Linked DNA regions of Sus scrofa: region 2 is linked to region 1. A link is a contact called in public HiChIP or PLAC-seq data. All regions are on one chromosome and are shown on one strand. The core of a region is the stretch at or near the end of the contact, and the rest is flanking DNA. Distances in the headings are between cores, read along the strand shown.

The links. HiChIP or PLAC-seq counts read pairs in DNA pulled down with a chosen protein or histone mark.
Region 2: a contact with region 1 is called in an H3K27ac HiChIP or PLAC-seq map of alveolar macrophages. The contact joins two enhancer-like sites. A contact is called at or near these places in 1 of 47 Hi-C or Micro-C datasets (adipocytes) and 1 of 2 datasets of contacts at active chromatin or transcription factors (alveolar macrophages).

What each region holds. Positions count from the first base shown.
Region 1 is chr10:1,842,967-1,849,576 of Sscrofa11.1, reverse strand. No RefSeq gene overlaps it. Among named protein-coding and RNA genes, the nearest start is that of RGS18, 310 kb to the right of the region's middle. Within about 2 kb of position 4,571, at least 5 of the 83 cell types and tissues checked have an H3K27ac peak or open chromatin away from gene starts, as enhancers often do. A contact at or near this core is called in alveolar macrophages, where this site is marked.
Region 2 is chr10:1,989,407-1,995,904 of Sscrofa11.1, reverse strand. No RefSeq gene overlaps it. Among named protein-coding and RNA genes, the nearest start is that of RGS18, 450 kb to the right of the region's middle. Within about 2 kb of position 3,099, at least 3 of the 83 cell types and tissues checked have an H3K27ac peak or open chromatin away from gene starts, as enhancers often do. A contact at or near this core is called in alveolar macrophages, where this site is marked.

The DNA of each region.
Region 1 (6,610 bases), core at 3,322-5,821:
GCATCGAATTCCAAATAAGTTTTGAACTCCATACCTGTCAGTGCCCTTACTTGGGACTTTATGAGGTGCATTAGAATTTTACATCTGAAAAGCAATTCACAGAAGTGATTTTGAAGATGCTTTAATTGTAGGAAAAAATACTGAAAAAAATTTCCATCTTAGATTTTTTTTTATAATGTTTGGCTTAGGATAGTGATCAATTTATGTTTGTTTGCGGCTTTTGAATTACCCTTCCAATTAAATTAATCCTATATGACTCACAATAGTATCAGCAAAAACTTTACATGCATATATGCATGAATTAAAGACAGACTTCTAGCTATCATTTCCATAAGAAATACTACGTCTTTATAAAGTGAAATAATCCATTTCAATGCTAAGTTATGGATCCTAGTTAAGATTTATTTAAAAGAAGCCAAAGAAAGGCAATGTACACATGGCTATTACCTTCCTACGAGGATGTAAACTCCTTGAGGAAATTTTTTCTTGTTTGCCTGCTTCTCCTCGGCATCTAGATGGAGCACTGGCTTGACAACAGCTGGTATTCAATAAGCATTTACGGACTGATTAATGGAGAATGGATGTTGCAAAAATTAAATCATAATCCCCGTTACTAGAAACTGCAGAGGCATCCAGTCGCATCAAGTCTTGTGAAGTACGAGGTGAGGATACCTGCCATCCCTTCCTATTCAGAAATGAGCTATAGTTATGCTTTGGTTGCAAAGATATATCTGAAGCTATGTGTGGAAACGGGCTTGAACACCAAGTAAGGCTTAAAATTATTCCACTTAACATTTAAGAGTGGTGGAGTTCACATGTAGATGAAACCACCTGGGGTGGTACACAAATCGTGCGGTGCTAAGATGGTAGCAAGAGATCTGGGTCATTCAGTTTTTATGTCTATATGTCACACTATCATCTAATGTGTACGTACTGGGCATCTCCAGAATCTGTGACCTTGTACCGAAAGCTTCAGTACAGAAGCACACAGAAGTATGTAGTCTCACAACCACGGCCTTAACCATCTAGGCTAAGACATAAAATCTGTACAGAATTATAACACAAGGAAGAACAAAATTTCCACCTGTAGAGAGAAATCAGCATCCAAAATATAGATTTGTACTGAAGGAGTAAAATCGCAACAGTATTTTAAATGATGGAAAATGATTGTTTTAAGCTTTAATAACATGGTATGTTTTCCCTACATACCTTTGGAATTCATATTTGTACGAAAGAATGTTTTCCTATAACAGTATTTAATTTCTTAATTTAACTGACAAGTAGTTTAAATCTTTTCATTAATAAGGGAGGAAAAAAGTCTGTTTACTTGGACAGCGCAGAAGGATGTATTGTTCGTCATTTATAATGAATATACTCCACTTTTAACCACAAATACTGGATATTTACTCATCTAAAAATGAATGATATTAATGGAGTCTTCGATTTCTATGCTTAATATTGCCTACAGGAAAATAAACTAATTCCTTTTGAGAACTTTTAAGTCTCTATCCTTCCACCCTTAATGTTCCATGTCAATTTCCCATACCCTGCACGTATGCAACTCATCAAGGGAGTTCCCCAGTGGTCTACTGGTTAGGGCATGGTGCTTTCACTGCTGCAGCCTGTGCTCAATCCCTGGTTTGGGAACTGAAATTCCACACCAGGTTGCTGCAAGCCACTGTGGGGGAAAAAAAAAATCACTGTTATTAACTGCTAATCTCCAACATTTGATGTTTACACACTTGTGTATCCTTTTTGACATATGTTAGGCTCCACATAACCTGTAAACATCTTTATCCTTCTTAAAGCCTCATCAGATGCCCTGTAACCAAAGGAGCAAGTTCTAAGCCTTCCTTATAAAATCCGTCACTGTTCTTTTGACTTGTGTTATGTTAATGCTGCTAGACTAGGCCTGGGTGTCCTGGGTGATGGATGGTTTTATTATGTTTCTCCTTAAAAGCACAGATGGATTTTTATCCATATATGTAGCTCTAAATCGTTTCATTGAGCTCAATATATAATTGGTTTATTTAATTAATTTAAGTCACATGCACTTTTTAAAGGCAGCCATCCCTGTATCTAGTTGGTAAAGTAGCATGTCAGGAGGTCAGCCAGGCTGGCAGAGGGAGGTGCTCCTTGCTGTGCTCCTCGCGCTGGCAGGTGCTACAGGAGCTAGTTAAGACAATAAGGTAGAAATGAAAGAGTTAAGCATTTAATCCCTTACTGGGATGGTATACTAAGCACCAGTTTAAACTTCAGAAAACACCCATTCCCTCTGCTTCATTTTCCCTCATGGAATGTCGTGCCAAAGGCCAGGTGAACCAGGGAAGACGTGGGGTTCCCCTCCCTGTTGTGGGATCCCCAGACAGGTCTCTAACTTTTATCAACTATGAGGCTGGAGGAAGGGGTGAGGGGTTAGGGTTAGCACTGGAAAAGTCGTGGGCACTGATGATGAGTAGGAAAGAGGCTTCAGATTTCCTCTTCGTTCTCAACTCCAGTAAGGAGGCTGATCTTCCTCTGATGAAGACTTCTGTCCAAGGGCCTGGGTTAAAATCCCTAGAAATGAAGGCATCTGGGCTAGGAACCCAAGGTTGCTAAGAGCATGGACGGCCTGGGAGGGGCCTCTGAGACCTTGGACTGCAGACCCCGCAGGGCTCTAGCTGTGCACCAGTGCTCGTGTGGGAGGGTGACTTTCTCCCGTGGGCTTGCTTTCGTCATTGTCTGTGGTCGGGCCTCAAAAAAAAAAAAAATCGCAGAGGATTTTAACCAAGAGCCAGATTCCTTGCAACGCTATTAATAGTCTCTTAATACCATCCATGCTCACACCTGAAATTTTCAGTTTTCCTTATGTGATATGTCTCAATAAAAACTCAAAAAAAGTGTGTCATTATTAAGTGTGGATGAGGCGAACAGGAACAACAGGAACTTTCACACACTGCGGGTGGAACTATAAAGGTTCACTACCACTTTGGAAGACGTTTTGACACTGCTCACGAGAGCTGAAGAAATGCCTAGCTTGTAACATAGCAACTGTGCTCCCAAGTGTGTCACAGAATTATATGCACCTGCACATCAAAATATAAGCCCTCGGGGTTTATAATAGCATTATTAGAAAACAGCTCAAAACTGGAAACCCAGCCACTTATCGATCACAGGATACATAAATACATTATAGTACATTCATGCAACGGAATGTTTTAGGGCAACAACGATGAATGACCCACCATGGCATACAAAGTATGTCTGTAGACTAATTTCCAATAAAATAATGAGTCAAAAAAGACATAAGATAACATGTTATTACATTCCCGCGCATAAAAAGTTGTTAAAAGTACACTGTGATGCGTGCTGTTCAGCTTGGGGAAAGGGAGGAGAGTAGTTGAGAGAGGGCGTCAAGGTGGCTTCAGGTGCATTTATTGAGGGATGCTCCAACAGATGTGTTCACCCTTTGAGTATCCATTCAACAGTACGTTTATACACTAGATGCTTCTGTGTTTTTGAAAGAAAACAATGTTTTAAAGTACACAAATTGCCTTATGATTCTGCTCGTTTCTTATGTCCACTGTTCCAGCAAAAAGACTAAGCTGCCCGGTCAAGAGAAAAACCACACCGACATATTGACATAGTAAGAATACTCCTGTGAAAGCGATATTCTGTGAGAAGAAACAATGAGAAATATACAATAAATAAAAAAAGAAGAGAATCACAAGTGGCTACCGAAGAGGAAAACTCAGGGCAAGATTAGAAGCGGCCAGCACAGATAATGATTACCCTTGTTGGGAATGGGGACATGCTGATATAGAAAGCAACGGAGAAAGAATTTTACCACTGGCCATTTGCACCAATACAAAAATAGTACGTGGGGACTTGATGACTGTACAAGTATCTTTTTCAAAAAATAATTTACTTTTCCGTAATTACTTTAGAAACACAAAAATCACTCAACAGAAACAGCATTTTAAATTAATCGTTTAAACTATTGTTCAAAAAGAGTTGCTGCCACAGGCGCAGCCTCAGTCAATAAATAAATAAATGGTTGATATAATTCAGGCAAGTCGGTGGGAGAAAAATAAAAAACTTTCAAGAGTGTAGATGAGTAGTTGCTCAATATTAAAAAATTAAAACATTTTGGTTAAGATAGATGTATTTCAACATAGCATTTTCTGTGGTAATATTATTGAAATCATAGCTTATGCTTAACCTATTATTGGCTAAGTTGAGGTCGGTGTGAGGAAATGGAAAAGAAAGGGCCAAAAACTCATGTTCTTATACCCTTTGCCATGATGTCTCACCAGAGACTTTTCACAAATCCCAGCCCGAGAGGACAGCTTTTATTGAGAAAACTAAACGCACACTCCATGCTACGGAGCTGCGTGCTTCACTATAGCGTACGGTGATTGACAAACAGAAAATAAGGAGCAGAAAACCACTCAGTGAATGAACAGCTTAATGGCAGGTGCCCTCCTGAGCAAAGCCTTTTGGACAAAACGCTTTGACTCCAGAGGCCTCCTCCTGAACCCATACTTGGCTCATTTAGTCACTTCCAAGTGTGTCAACAGTACTCTCTTGCACAACCACTCCCTGTTTCAACGGAGAGCATAACTCACAAATCATTTAAGTAAGAGGCCAGAAAACAGCCGTAAAAGGGTCAAAAGTCTCTGACTCTTCCTGAAACATCTCATCCCACATCCTGTCATCAGCAATCAGACTGGTGAGGAAAGGCTATTAAATGGTCCAGTCTGGCTGTTTATTCTCGCAGGGAGGATCCAGCAGAGAAATCAAGCTGAAGTTGGGAAGTTCGTAACGTGCTGAGCAGAGCTCTGGGCGTAGTTAATCGTCACACATTTGTCGTGGAAGAGTTATTTCTTTAAGAATCACTTAGTTTATAATCGCAAACACGTTCAGCCACACGTGCGAGCCATCACTGGAAGGAAGTCGGCGCCACTGGAGGGGCAGTCAAGCCTCAGCATCGTGGCCACTTACCGCAGGAACAGTGGGAGTTCGCTACACAGGACCCTGGTGTTCTTAGAAAACCAGCGTGAGATGCACTGGGAGCAAACAACTGTCAGTCACCTCCTTTTACTAAAAAAAGGTCCATTTGTGAAATGTTGCTCTGAAGAAAGTCAATTTCATGAGACATGGCACAGTAATTGTCACCATTTTATGAGCCTATTTTCCTGGTTCTTACTCATCATTTTAGGGACACACTTTTCTATTTTTTTCTTTTTCTATTTACTTGATTCACATGAAAAATTACATGACATTTGAACAAAAATGGAAACCTGAAACCACGAAGTCTGCAGTCTCTATACTGATTAATGAACAGGTTGTCTGGAGTCTGTGATGCTCAAACACGCCACAGACGTACCCAAGCCCACACTCCTCCTGGAAGCCTGAGAGCGTGGGTTCTGCTCTCATTAAGCAGACAGAGCAGGCTTTCCAGTCCCCGCGCCTTCACTTTTCTTGCCTTTCCTCAGAAGAATCTCACCCTTCAGATCCTACCGTAGTCAACTGCAAACCACTGACGACAATAAGCATGAGGGCCTATAGGTTATCAACCTGCTGTCTGACTCTTGCCTCATTCTCACTTTTACATGTTGAACAGCTCTCTGCAGTTACTATTTTTCCATTCACCGTCTTTCTGGTAAGAATCTGAGCTGGTAACATTTTCATTATCCTACAGTCTTTTTTTTTTTTTTTTTTCTTAAAGCATACATTTTAAATTGTCTTATGTCTTAAAAGTATCTTGAGTTTTGTGTTTTTATCTTTAAAATTTTGGATTCTTTTTTTCACAATTGTATCTTCACTCTTGTATGTGTTTTACGTTTGGTCTTGGTTGAGATTAAATAGGAACAAAGTATCTGGTGACTTACCTTTCCTTCTATTTCTTACATATACTTTTGAGTAAGATTCATTTGCCTCATCTTAGAGTGTACTTAGTATCCTTTTCCCTTTTTAGAGACTTTGCTTATATTAACTGTCTTACTGTAACTATATTAATTTATTCCCCGTCTTTTTCTTTTCTTCTCAACCTATTTCTTTATCTTGTGCTTTAAGTACACATTTATTCAATACTAAATCTTTTTTTTTTTAATTTTACCTTTTGCTTATTCTAAAATATAGGCACTTAAGGACAAGTGATGATTCATTTCCTAGTCTAGGAAAAAAAGCGTTTTCTCCCTTTGATTCTTTACAGGATTTTCAGTGCTCTATTCCCACAGCACCAAAATCTTTATTTGAGATAATGAAATAAATTAATAAGATAGTATTCCTTTACAGATATTCTCCAGGGACGTTCATGTTCTAATTCTGGCATTTTTTTCCCCATAATAAATTAGTTTTTTGTACTCAAAAATCCATCATTACCGCCTTATTCAATTACGCAGTTAAATAAATCATGCAAATGGCATCTTATGTAAGAAGAGGGAGAATTGGCAGGAGGATATCTAGCAGAGGGAAGACCTCATTTCAACCCCCTATAGTTAATCTTAATGAAAAAGTAGGACATACAGGGAGTTCATGGTCAGCAAATCTGTCCCGAAAGAAAAATTTAAAAAAGTCCTTCAGAATTGTTATTGTGAATCAAGAAGACAACTGCTTATAACAACAG
Region 2 (6,498 bases), core at 1,850-4,349, 150 kb before region 1:
AACAAAAAAAAGACAAAAAAGACAAAAAAAAAAAATTTAAAAGATTTGAGTCAAAATTAATACCTTCATTATGTGAAAACATAACTATAAGCCAATTTCAGTTTTATATTGACATAAAATCTGTGTTCGTAATCAAACTGCTATTGTTATTATTATTATAAAATGATTTATATTTAAGGCCTAAAGTTTTTCAGTAACTTAGGGATAACATCATAACCAAAGAAAGGCTTCTTACAAAATCATTTTTGCTTTGAAAAGCCTAGACAGCAAGAAGGGCATGGTCATCAAACATCTTTCCAAGATCTTTCTTCTCTTCCTTCTTATGACAGTAAAAATAATAACAATAATTAAGGCACCACAAGCAGTAAGAGAGTTTTCGTCATATGTTAGCAAAAGTTATATGTGTCACTTTATGGCCGAAGCTTAAAGAGTCAGCATTTGGTTATTTGGTTTCTCATGTTCTCTCTTCTCTAAAGATCATGGAATCACAAAATGCCTTATCGTCTGTCTGCATCCCATAGTGACCTTGAAAAGCAGAGCGCTTTGACACATGAATGATAGATAGCATGAGTGAGAAACCCCACTCTTAGAAGTCACCGAGATTTTTAATATATTCCTTGCTACAGCTGATTCTGACAGACGTAGACATGTGAATCAGGACTATGTGAAGCTACAGCAAAAATTCTGAAATATGTGCCATGAATTCTGCTTTACACAATGAGAGCAAGACAACTGTTTTGAAGGCCAGGACAATGTGAATCCCTATAATACATGGTAAAATAAGATAAAACCACTATACATGATAAACCAGGTCATAGATAATTGACTTAATGAGCATTTCACTTTCGAAAAGAAGTGAGGCAAACAATGTTGGCAGCATGAGTTGATTACTCATGGGTAACATTTGAAAGTTACTCCAAAGTTAAAAGCACAAAAAATTATTAACCAGTTGCAAGCAAGAATTAAAGGGAATGGAGAGATCTCAGAATTTAAGAATGCTCAGAATAAAAGATTCAGTCAGTCCTGAATGTGAACATACAAAAGAGCAGAACTTTAAATGACAAAGACTAACTAGAACTCTACCAAGTGCTACCAAGCAGGGAGGTCCAATTTCCTACCACTTAAATCTTAGCTAGCCATTTAACTTGCTTTTATCAACAGAATCCAGGAGTTCCCATTGTGGCCCAGTGGTTAACAAATCTGACTAGGAACCATGAGTTTGTGGGTTCGATCCCTGGCTTTGCTCAATGGGTTAAGGATCCTACGTTGCTGTGAGCTATGGTGTAGGTTGCAGACATGGCTTGGATCCCACTTTGCTGTGGCTGTGGTGTAGGCCAGCGGCTACAGCTCTGATTCGACCCTTAGCCTGGGAACCTCCATATGCCCACAGGAGCAGCCCTAGAAAAGGCAAAAAGCCAAAAAAAGAAAGAAAAAAAAAAAACAGAATCCATTTAAGTCAAGTTGTTTGACTTCCAAATGGGGGCTTTTGCTCTTGCCCTTTCTGTTCTGAAATCAGTATAAAGATATCCAGTTGTGATTTTAAGCCATTAAGTCTTGGTGTCATTTGGTATAAAGAAATAAATAAATAATACAAAAAACCAGTACCTGGCATTAGGGCTGGTCTTAAGAAGAGGCTGGGAAAGCAATGGTGAAACTTCTATCACAAACTAGACAAAAGGTGACCTATGTGCTCAAAAGCAAAAATATTGGCAAAAATGTTGCCTAAGGTAAATTGGAATTTGAATATGCATATTTAAAATACTGTAGATTTAGTCAGGAAACTAGCTAGCATATTGAAACTGTTACTTGTGTGTCTCTAGCTGTACGTAAGATATTGCCAAGAGAAATAAGCTAAAGAACAAACTGTTCAGTTGTGTCCAATTTCCATTTTGGAGATGAGTGAAACTGCATGTGATCAGTTGATTGTGGTAGATGACATGACTTGGTTTTGTTTCTTTTTTTGAGGGAGAAGGGTTGTTGTTGGGTTTATTTTTGTTTGTTTGCCATGCCTGTTGCATACAGAAGTTCCTGGGCTAGGGATCAAACCCAAGCCATAGCCGTGACAATGCTGAATCCTTAACCACTAGACAACCAGGGAACTCCTGTGGTAGGTAACATTACTATTCACAAATAAGGATGGATTAGAAAGCTGGAAAAAGTGACTCAGCAAAATAGTCAAATGAGACATCTCTCGCTGCTATTCCCCTCTCAACAACAATTTGGCATCTTTCCATAGGTAAAATGCTTTTGTGGAAACTGTGAGATCCAAGACCATATGCCAAGGCATTCCAAAAGAGCCTTGTCCACCTGTGCATCAGGTAATGATCAAACAGACCTCATTCCTGGCTGTGGACCACACAGTGGTCGATGAATTGGCTCTAGCCCTTCCCAGCCATGGTCTGGGAGCCCCTGGGGAATAATGTCTTAACAATCTCCGAGGGATGAGTGCTTCTGTAGAAGCCTAGAGTCCAGCAGGAAGTTACAAAACAACATCACAACAAAAAAAATTATGAAGAGTATAAGAGAGAGAATTTGATTGTAGCAATGTCCTTCCTCTCCCAAGACAGCACATCTGAGTGCAAGAGAGACCTTCTAAGCTCACATTTCCCCAGCAGAAGAAACTGACAGCATGTGAGTACCTGGACTGCCCTGTTGTGCAGGACACTGCCAAAGAGGCTGATTTCTCTCTCTTGTCCCATCCACAGTACTAAGCTATGAGCATAACTGGGAAGCTGAAGGCAGAAGGAAGAGTGGCAGACAGGACATGTGGAGGGCATTAGACTTGGATCCTACTAACAATACAGTGAAGTTCATGAAAGCCTGCCCTTCAGCCCCTGGGAGGCTTTGTACAAACCCTTCTGATGGGCTCATGGGCACCCCCAGAGCTCCACAGACCTCACACACCCCACTCCCTGTGGCTGACTCCCTATGTGTGCTCCCAATGACAGTAAGAATGAGCTTCAGCAGATGGCTAGTGAGCACCTGCACAACGCGAGCTCAAATCTGCAGGCCAGAGAGAAACCACAGACCCGAACCTTAGCATCCCTCTAGGGAAAACAAAATGAAGACTGCCAGCACCTGGCATCATGCTCTGCAAAGATCAAGTGAAGGCACAGGAGCTTAGGATTCTGCCACCAGAGGGAGCAAGAGAGTAGAGCAGGCAATCTATAGAGTTTGAGAAAGCCTCAGAACATCTAGCAGAACTGATGGAATTTATTGTTACTCCCAAGTCAGTCAGTAAAGATGGTAGGAAGAAACTCCTACTTCAAATGAAAAGGCAGCAATTAAAGACTTCAATGAGTATAAAACTAAAAGAAACATGAAACCACCAAAGAATCACAGGAGCCCTCCAGCAGCCACCCCAAAAGAGATGGAGACCTGCAATTTATCAGACAAATAATTCAAAATAGTTTCTTTATGGACTCTCAATAAGCTATAAGAAAACACAGAAGGACCTCTCAACAAAATTAGACAAACAACACACAGACAAAATGAGACATTTTTTTTAAAAAGTCAGAAATCAAAGAACCAAAGAGAAATTCTGTAACTGAGGAATACAATGATAAAATTTTAAATGCAATAGAGAGCACCAAAATTAGAATAGATCAAGCATAAAATAATCTATGAATTACAAGCCAGGACCTTTTAAATTGTTCAGTCAGAGAAGAAAAAAAAATGAAAGAGGTTGAAGAAAGCCTATGTGATCAGTGGAATACCATCAAGAGAAAACAATCTGCAAAATATTCTTGGCCCAGAAGAAGAAAGCACCCAACACCAGAGTGCCTAAATATATCAAGCAAATGTGACTAACTTAAGGGAGAAATAGACAACACTACAGTAAAAGGAGGGGACGGCACTACCCTGTTTTCAACAATGGATAGATCATTCAGAGAGAAAATCAATACAAGAAAATGTTGGACTTGATTTATACCTTGTATACTATAGACCTAGCAGACACATACAGAACGTTCCATCCAACAATGGCAGCATACACATTCTTCTTAAGCACACAAGAAACATTCTCCAGGGTATGTCAGATGATAGATCACAAAACAAGACTTAGCAAATTAAAAAGTCAGAAATTATACGAGCTAGTTTTTCTAACCACAAAAATATGTAACTAGAAATCAAGAAGAGAAACTGGAAAATTCAGAAACAATGTGTCAAATAAGAAATCCAAAGGGATGTTAAAAAGTATCTTGAAATAGAAAAAAATGAAAATGCAACATACTAAAACTTAAAGGATACAGTAAAAGTGACTCTAGGAGTTCCTGTCGCAGCTCAGTGGTTAACAAATCTGACTAGGAACCATGAGGTTGCAAGTTCAATCCCTGGCCTTGCTCAGTGGGTTAAGGAGCTGGCGTTGCAATGAGCTGTGGTGTAGGTTACAGACACGGCTTGGATCTGCATTGCTGTGGCTGTGGTGTAGGTCAGAGGCTACAGCTCCGATTAGACCCCTAGCCTGGGAACCCCCATAAGCCATGGCTCCAACCCTAAAAAGACAAAAAAAAAAAAAAGAAAAAAAAAGTGATTCTATAAGTTTATGTGATCAACGCTTACATTAAGAAAAAACAAAGATCCCAAAAAGCAATATAACTTTACATTTCAAGAAACTAGAAAAAAATCAGTCCAAAGTTAGCATAAGGAAGGAAATAACAAAGATCAGAGCAGAAAAAAATAGAAAAAATAAAACCACAATTTTTTTTGTAAAAGATACAAAAATGGAGAAAACATTAACTGTACAATAAAAAACAGGGAACACTAAAAAAATAGAAATTAAAGCAGAGATTTCATAGCTGTTAACACATAAAAAGGACTGTAAGAGACTACTATGAAAAATTACATTCCCACAAATTATTTAGTTGAAAAGAAATGGCTAAGTTCCAAGAAATATAAAACTTACCAGGGCTGAATTATGAAGAAATAGAATATCTGAACAGACAGATATCAAGTAAGGAGATTTAATTGGTAATCAAAGATTTTCCACTGAAGGAAAGCCCAGGACCCAATGGTATCCATGGTGAATTCTACCAAACATGTAAAGAAAAATTAATTCTGCCAAACATGTAAAGAAAAATTAATCAAACTTTAAAATAACTGAAGAGGAGGGAATACTCCAAAAATTATTTCATGAGACCAAAACTACCTCATCCCAAAACAGGATACAGGTACTATGAGAAAACAATGGGCCAATGTACCTGATAACTACAGATGCAAAAATCCTCAACAAAATATTAGTAAACTAAATTTAACAACACATTAGAAGGATCATACACCATAATCAAGAGGTACTGATCCCTGGGATGCAGGATGGTTCAATATATGTAAATCAACAGATGTGAGATATAGCATTAATAGAATGAAAGACAAAACTTACAGGCTCATCTGAAGAGATGCAGAAAAAGCATTTGACAAACACACATATGAAGTATTTCTTCAACATCCTTTCATGTTAAAAATCAACAAATTGGAGATATAAATAACATATCTCAACATAGTATCAGTCATAAATGACAAGGTCACAGCTAACACAATGATAAAAGTTGAAGGCTTTTCCTCTGAGTTCAGGATTAAGACAAGGGTGCCACTCTCACTACTCCTATTCAATATAGTACTGGAAATCCCTGACAGAGCAATCAGGAAAGACAAAGGAAACTCATCCACATTAGAAAAAGTAAAAACATCTCTGTTTGAAGATGGAATGATCTTATATACAGAAAACCTTAAGGTTTCTGCTCCAAAACTATTGGAAGTAATCAACAGATTCAGCAATGTTATGAGATACGAAACCAACAAGTATAATTTATTTTTGTTTCTATACACTAACACTGAAATATCTGAAAAAATTAATAAAAAAGTTACATCAAAATAGCACCAAAAACAATAAAATCCTCAGGAATAAATTTAACCATGGAAGTGAAAGGTTTGTACACTGAAAATTTTAAGATATAAAAGACAGCCCATGTTCATAGATCAGAAAAGTTAATATTGTTAAAATGTCCATAATACCCTAAGCCATGTATAGATTGAATGCAATCCCTATCAAAATTCCAATACCATTTTCACAAAAATAGAACAATCCTAAAATTCTTAGGAAAGCATAATATTCTGAATAGCCAAAGGTGATTAGAAAGAAGAACAGAGCTGGAGGCATCACACTTCCCAATGTGAAACTATATTACAAAGTTATAGTCATTAAAACATTATGGTAATGACAAAAAAGGAGAAAATGACCAATGGGGAGTTTCCATCATGGCTCAGCAGAAATGAATCTGACTAGTATCCATGAGGATGCAGATTTGATCCCTGGCCTTGCTCAGTGGGTTAAGGATCCAGAGTTGTCATGATCTGTGGTATAGATTGCAGATACGACTCAGATATGGAGTTGCTGCAACGGTGGCACAGGCAGTGGCTATAGCTCCTATTCAACCCCTAGCCTGGGAAAGTCTATATACCACAGGTTTGCCCCTAAAAAGACAAAAAAAAAAAGAAAGAAAG